Regions from separate parts of the Mus musculus genome. Here region 2 is linked to region 1. The links are chromatin contacts, called in public Hi-C maps. All regions are on one chromosome and are shown on one strand. Each heading gives the region's core, a stretch centred on a gene start, on an enhancer-like site or on the middle of the called end of the contact. The rest is flanking DNA. Distances are from core to core; before and after follow the strand shown. Region 1 has its middle 43 kb from the start of Cartpt. Region 2 has its middle 6.1 kb from the start of Gm41039.

The links. Hi-C and Micro-C count contacts between places; a contact is called where the count stands out from the background.
Region 2: a contact with region 1 is called in a Hi-C map of the N1E-115 cell line, with 3 times the contacts expected there. The contact joins two enhancer-like sites. A contact is called at or near these places in 16 of 484 Hi-C or Micro-C datasets (DN2 thymocytes, ECoMG-derived neutrophils, the N1E-115 cell line and 12 more) and 3 of 115 datasets of contacts at active chromatin or transcription factors (differentiating embryonic stem cells, embryonic stem cells and large pre-B cells).

The regions. Positions count from the first base shown.
Region 1 is chr13:99,856,125-99,859,425 of GRCm38.p6, forward strand. No RefSeq gene overlaps it. Among named protein-coding and RNA genes, the nearest start is that of Cartpt, 43 kb to the right of the region's middle. Within about 2 kb of position 1,822, at least 10 of the 459 cell types and tissues checked have an H3K27ac peak or open chromatin away from gene starts, as enhancers often do. A contact at or near this core is called in the N1E-115 cell line, where this site is marked.
Region 2 is chr13:99,939,035-99,942,335 of GRCm38.p6, forward strand. No RefSeq gene overlaps it. Among named protein-coding and RNA genes, the nearest start is that of Gm41039, 6.1 kb to the left of the region's middle. Within about 2 kb of position 1,722, at least 110 of the 459 cell types and tissues checked have an H3K27ac peak or open chromatin away from gene starts, as enhancers often do. A contact at or near this core is called in the N1E-115 cell line, where this site is marked.

The sequences.
Region 1 (3,301 bases), core at 572-3,071:
CATGGCCCAGAAATGGGGTCATATGAGAATTCTAAATGCTTATGAGAACACTCTGAGACAAAAGACAGGAGTCCTGTGACCTCAGTTTCTTCAAAACATGGAGTTGTTCTTGGAATGTGTTTCAAGCTCCTCCCGGTGTAGCGGATATGAGCGAGTCTCCTTCAGATTACTTAATATTGCTGTGCTGTTATTCAATTAAATGTTAAACATATCCTTGATATGTCTCCATGGAAAAACATGTTTGCCACATGTGGCTTGTCCCTGTGACTGTGACAGCTTTAACTTATGAAAACCTTGTTCCTGTGACCTTTCTCAACCCTGAGTATAAACTGTCTGATGCGCTGAATAAAGCTGGCTACTGCATGAGACTTTAGTCTGCCTCATTTATCAGCTCCATTCTCCCAGGTCCCTACCAAGTCTAGGGTAATAACAACGCCTCTGACATTTTGCAAGAACAAATTTATGGAAAGCTGAATTCTTGGCATTGATGACTATAAAATCAAAATATCAGTCTGCTCTCAAAAATGAAGATGCTCCCAACCCTTCTGTATCAATTATTCAGCCAAGATTTATTCTTCATGCAAAAATAGACAAACGCACCCATCTCATTGTATAAAAATTGACTATAGTCTTAAATTGTGATTTATTCATGACTTATTAGCCGTGAGTGCTTTATGTTTATGCTCACTTTGATGTGTTTACATACTTGGGGTCGTGTAAATTTTTCTTGGGTAGAAAGGAATCACAAGAAGGAAAAGTGGTGTAAGAAGCCCTGAGGTAGTCGGAGAACGTGACTTGAGCCTCACTCTCAACATAGGCAGAGCTCGGGGGCCACGATGTAAGTGAACATTCCAGCACACAGCCTGCCTGCCTGCCTGCCTGCCTGTCTGTCCGTCTGACCATGCATCGGAAGAAATCAGAGTCTTAGAAGTAAATGCACGGATGACAAAACCACCAAACAAAACTCCAGCAAAAACAAAACAAAACAAAAACAAGCAAACAAAAAAACCAAAAACAGTCAAAAGACTTGAACAGACACTGTTTTATTCCAAAAAACTAAGCCCTTCCTTACCCTTTAAGCCATTTGCATTACTCTACCTGCTACAGCCATTATGAAGATCCAAGGAAGGTGGAGCTTATACATTACAGAACCCATGTGCACTTAAAAGGTCTAGAATTGTTTTCCCGGTTGCACAGAGCCAGGAAGGAAGATGGCAGTAAGAAGCAACAGATCTCAGAGGGTTTTGTTCTTGAGGAATTTTTAGTTCAGGCTGCTACAACATGATAATGAGTCTGCATGACTCTTAAACAACATGAGGTAGACCGAATGCCAACACGGTCAAGTTCTAGATAGGGTGTCTCTGATCTGAGTGCTGACCTCCTGTATCCTCACACGATGGAAAGAGACACCGCCAGCTTCCTCTATGTTGCCAACCTTCTTAAGAAGTCACTCCATGACCAAATGACTTCCCAAATCCCATCTCCTCGGATCATCGCACCAGCATGTCGGTATTAGGGTAGCAATGGGAAGATAGCAACAATGAAGAGGAAGTGTGAGCATTTAATGATTACAACGACCATGCATCGAAAGAAATCAGAGTCTTAGAAGTAAATGCACCGATAATAACAAAACCACCAAACAAAACTCAGCGGAAAAAGAAAACAACTCCAGCAAAAAACAGTCAAAAGACTTGAACAGACACCGTTTTGTTGTTGTTGTTGTTGTTTCCCAAAAGAAAACAACACACAGGATCCAGAGGGATGTATAAACCTCCCCAGCTTGACTAATCATCATGAAAATGCAAATCCATTAGAGTGGCTGTTACCAAGCAGATGAAAGGAAAAGAGACCCCTTGGACACTGTTAGTAGACATGTTAATCAGCACAGTCATTATGGAAAATCAGGTTCCTGAAAACTAAAAATAGAACTAGGGTATGATCCAACAATCTGACTTCTGGGAACTGAGCCAAAGGAAATGACATCAGTGTGCTGCAGAGACATTATCATGCCCAGGTCTATTGCACCACAGCGAAGATAATGGCAGTCAACTTAGGTGTCAATCAGTGGATGAACAAATACGGGAAATGTGCTATATCCATACAGAAGAATAGTATTCAGCTATCTAAAAGTGAAAGGAAATCCTGCCAGCTATAGAAGCATGAATGAACCTAGAGTTCATTATGTTACCTGAACTAAACCAGGAAAGAGACGTTCCTACTGCAACTCTCCCTGGGATATATATTTTTAAAAGTCCAAGTCCTAACAGCAGAGAGTCGAATGGTGGCTGCCAGAATGTGTGGTCCAGTGCTTTTCAGCAACAGTGTGTGTATGGTGAGGGAGAGATGCTGATCGAAGGGTACAAAACTCACCTGGATAGGAGCAATGAGTTCAAGAGACTGTATAATGGTACCTATACCTAGTTAATAACAATGCAACATATACTTGAAAGCTGCTAAAAGAGTAGATGTTAAGTGCTCTTGCCATGAAAAAGTTAAGTGTATTAGGTCATAGTATGTTAACTAGCTTGATTTAGCTATTTTATGATGTCTATCAAAACAGGTTAAGCATCATAAATGTATACATTTTGAGCAAAGCATGGTGGCACACACCTTTATTCCCAGCACTCAGCAGGCAGAGGCAGGTGGATTTCTGAGTTCGAGGCCAGCCTGGTCTACAAAGTGAGTTCCAGGACAGCTAGGGCCACACAGAGAAACCCTGTCTCAAAAACCAAAACCAAAATCAAAACCAAAACCAAAACCAAAACCAAAACCAAAGCCAAAACCAAAACCAAAACCAAAACCAAAACCAAAACCAAAACCAAAACCAAAACCAAAACCAAACAAACAAAAAAAGAATTAAAAAAAAAATGTATACATTTTGACAATTAAAACTAAGTCAGCTGAAACATCTGTGTGCAAATAAAAACTTCCACAAAAACTGCTATTTAACTTTTGAGATTCTTTTCCTCATTGTCGTGGTTTGCACATTCTTAAGGGATAAGCCTGCCCACTAAGCACATCACACACACACACACACACACACACACACACACACACACACACACACACACACACACACACACACACACACACACACACACCTCCAACCAACAGCTTGCAGTGCCATCTTCCAGCAGTAGAGGGCAGTGGAGGACTGCACTCTGTAGCACTTGGCTTGTGCACCTGAAGATAATCTCTCAAATTTACCCAGGGCTTCAAGTCAGTAATGAATACTCTATCTTCCCCAGGCTCATCATTAGGTAAAACTCCTTGTTCCCAAAGACCAGTGTGTTCCTTGATC
Region 2 (3,301 bases), core at 472-2,971, 83 kb after region 1:
AAACAGGAGTTTATATCACCATAGACACGTCTAGCACAGATCATCCCTGGATGACTGACAGCTAAACAAAATGAGCATGGCACGGAAAGATGGATGATCCCACTTCCTGTGGCGCCTGGAATAGGCACCCACAAAGTAAAGTAGTGGTTTCCGCCGGCTGAAGGAACTGCTGCTTAGAGATACCCTTTTACTCAGTTTCCGGGGGGCTGCCTAGAGATGGACGGCTGAGATGGCCACACATCATGGGGCGTTGCAAGCCAAGGAACTGAAGATTATTACAATGGTGAAGATTATGTTATATACGTTTCTCCAGAATAAACAATAATCTCAAATTACCAACCATCTGGATAATGAATCTTCCCTTTTTAAAGTCTACTCAGTCATCTAGAAATGAGGAACTGGCAGGAATCCGTAGAGACCTAAACCCGTTTAACTCACGGACAAGCTGCAACACGGGCACCGGTGCAGAAAGATGACTCAGAACAATCCCGGGGAAGTGACGTTTCTGCTGCTGTTAGGGCCCATTACATAAAACTTTTGTTTTAGCTTGCTTTTGCTCTGTCTTGGTTCTGCCCATCACTTGTGGAGAAAGCTCATAAGACTCTTCCTAGCCCTTGGTACTCCTAACAGAGAGCCAGACGTGGGGAAGAGAGTCAAAATAAGGCAGGCTTTAGTGGGGCTGTGAGCAGCACCAAATTTGTGCATGATCTGAAATTAACAATTTTAAATTCATGGAGGAGTCTTCAATATCTGCCACAGCTTGAAATCTGATGTGGCTGTACTGGGTAAGGTCTCGCAGTGTTGGTGTTGACTGCATATGGGTCCCAACATGAGAAAATGTCCAATTATTCCAAGAAGACTCCAGGATTCTTTTCTTTTCTCTTCTTTGTTTTTAAAAGATTCCCCCCCCCTTTTGTGTATGCATGTGACATGTGTGTGTGTGTGTGTGTGTGTGTGTGTGTGTGTGTGTGTGTGTGTGACTTGAGGCCAGAGGCATGGGCTCTCCTGGAGTTGGAGTTGTAGCAATTTCCAGCCATCATGGGAAGTGAACTCAGGACCTCTGGAAAAAACAAGTGCTCTCAGCTTCTGAGGCATCTCTCTAGCTCTGTAGGGTTTTTGTTTTTTAATAAAAATTCCTCAGTTATTCTCTCATACAGCTCAGGATATGTTTATTCTCTCTCTCTCTCTCTCTCTCTCTCTCTCTCTCTCTCTCTCTCTCTCTCTCCCTTTCCTTTCCTTTCCTTTCCTTTCCTTTCCTTTCCTTTCCTTTCCTTTCCTTTCCTTTCCTTTCCTTTCCTTTCCTTTCCTTCTTTTGTGTGTATATTTAGTGGTATGGGGTGCTGCAGGGCTGGGGTGGGGTTGTCATCAAGCCCATGCTAAGGTTAGAGGACAACTTTGTTCCAGGAATCCAACTTGAGTGTGTTAGGTTTGTGCAGCAGACACCTTCACTTGCTGAGCCATGTCACTGCCACAAATGTCTGCTCTTAATTAACATTTGGTGAGATGTTAAGACAAATTTACCCTGCCCCAAAACTTGAGGAGAGAAATGTACAATTATGTAACAGGAAGTATAAATAAGTGATATTACCAAAGCAAAAACCATCATGGAGTCCTAAAATTAAGTACTACACAAGAGATTAAAGTCATCTGCAGATGCAGGTGCCCAGCTGCCACAGTCTGTTAGGAAGGAACCCTGGAGCTCTCTGCAGACCTAGGATGCAGAAACCTTGGCCTGTTGCCTAGCAACCTGCATGTTAAGAAGCCTTCCCACTGGGCTCAGCCACACAGGCCTGCTATCCCAGTTCACAGGAAGCTGAGGTAGGGTCCAGAGCAGCACCGGTCTGAGCCAGTGTAGGCTACCTAGTGAGCCGCAGTCTAAATAAATAGATACATAGATAACAATGACAGAAAAAGAAACAGAAACAAAGTTAAACAAATGCAAGGTGATTCTGATGTAAACTGAAGTTTGAGATTCATTATTCTAGAGCATTTAGGTGTTAAAAAATATCCCATCACACCACAGCATAGTTTTAAACCTCCATGGCTAATTTTAATGAGACAACAAGATGGGTGACCTCTAAAAACCAAGTGTCACCTTTGCATTAACAGATAAGGAGAGCAGTGAGCTCACCCAGTGGGGCAGCCTGATCATCTAAGTGTTCTATCTCCCCAAGATGAGAGACAGCCACACATCCACAACTGTGGCATGCAGGCATGCTCCCCCTCCCCGTAACTCTCATCACCATCACCATCATCATCATCATCATAACATTTTAAAGAGAAGGGGTGGACCTCCCACAATTAGAGACCCTTCCCTACAAAGGACCCAGATCTGTTACCTTCACACTGAATCTTCTCTCTAGCAAGCTCTTACAATTGTCTACTCAGAGATACTAAATCTGTTCTAGCTCAGATTTAATCTAATTCTTGTTGAAGACTTCATTGTGTCTTTATTTTCAGAGCCTGGTTCCAGGAATCCAGTTTTGTGGTTACTTTTTCTACAGATTGTTTATGGTGGAAACAGGCAGCTTTAAAACCAAGACAGAAAAAAAAAATTAAAGTTAAAATATCAGTAGCTCCAAAATAAAAGCCGAGGTCTCCAAAATACTTCCATTAGCTACACAATGAAAGCAACGCCATGATTTCCAAAGGAGTTGTGGGTAAGAAGGTTACCTATTAGACCTTCACTGTGGCCTTAGAGCTCTTCAGAGATCACTAAAGGCTACCTAACAATTCATTTGATTCTACTCTGCTTCTTTGCAGTCTTTAAATTATCCCCAATGGAAGACAGTCAAAATTTTTAAAGTCTCATTTCCAATTAAACATAACTAAATCCTTGCCCAGTGATGCACTACAGTGAGAAATATTACAACAAATTGAGTTTCCCTGGGGACACTCTGAACCCTCTATCTGCCCTCCCTAGTGATGCTTGAACGCTCTTTTGAATGCTTCATGTGGTGAGGACCGACGCCCACAGTCTGCTCTGTTGTCTGCATCATTTTTCCTTTTTAAACTTAGTTCCAGTGGTTTCTTTCTGAAAAATCTTTTTAAATGTAGACGTCAGAGAGCTGGGCATGGTGGTATGTGTCTCCAGCCCACCCACCTTAGGAATGGAAGGTAAATCAACGTAGGTCAACCAAGAGTGTGAGACCAGGCGTGGGGTGGGGTAGTTAGGAAGACAAATTTTTTTTTCACCAAATTTCAAAACAGATTGACTTGCAGGACATCCTACTGTTTAGGGTTTGTTGCTGCAAGAATTGAAGCTTGATGTGGGTGAATTACACGAGTAGCATTGCAAACA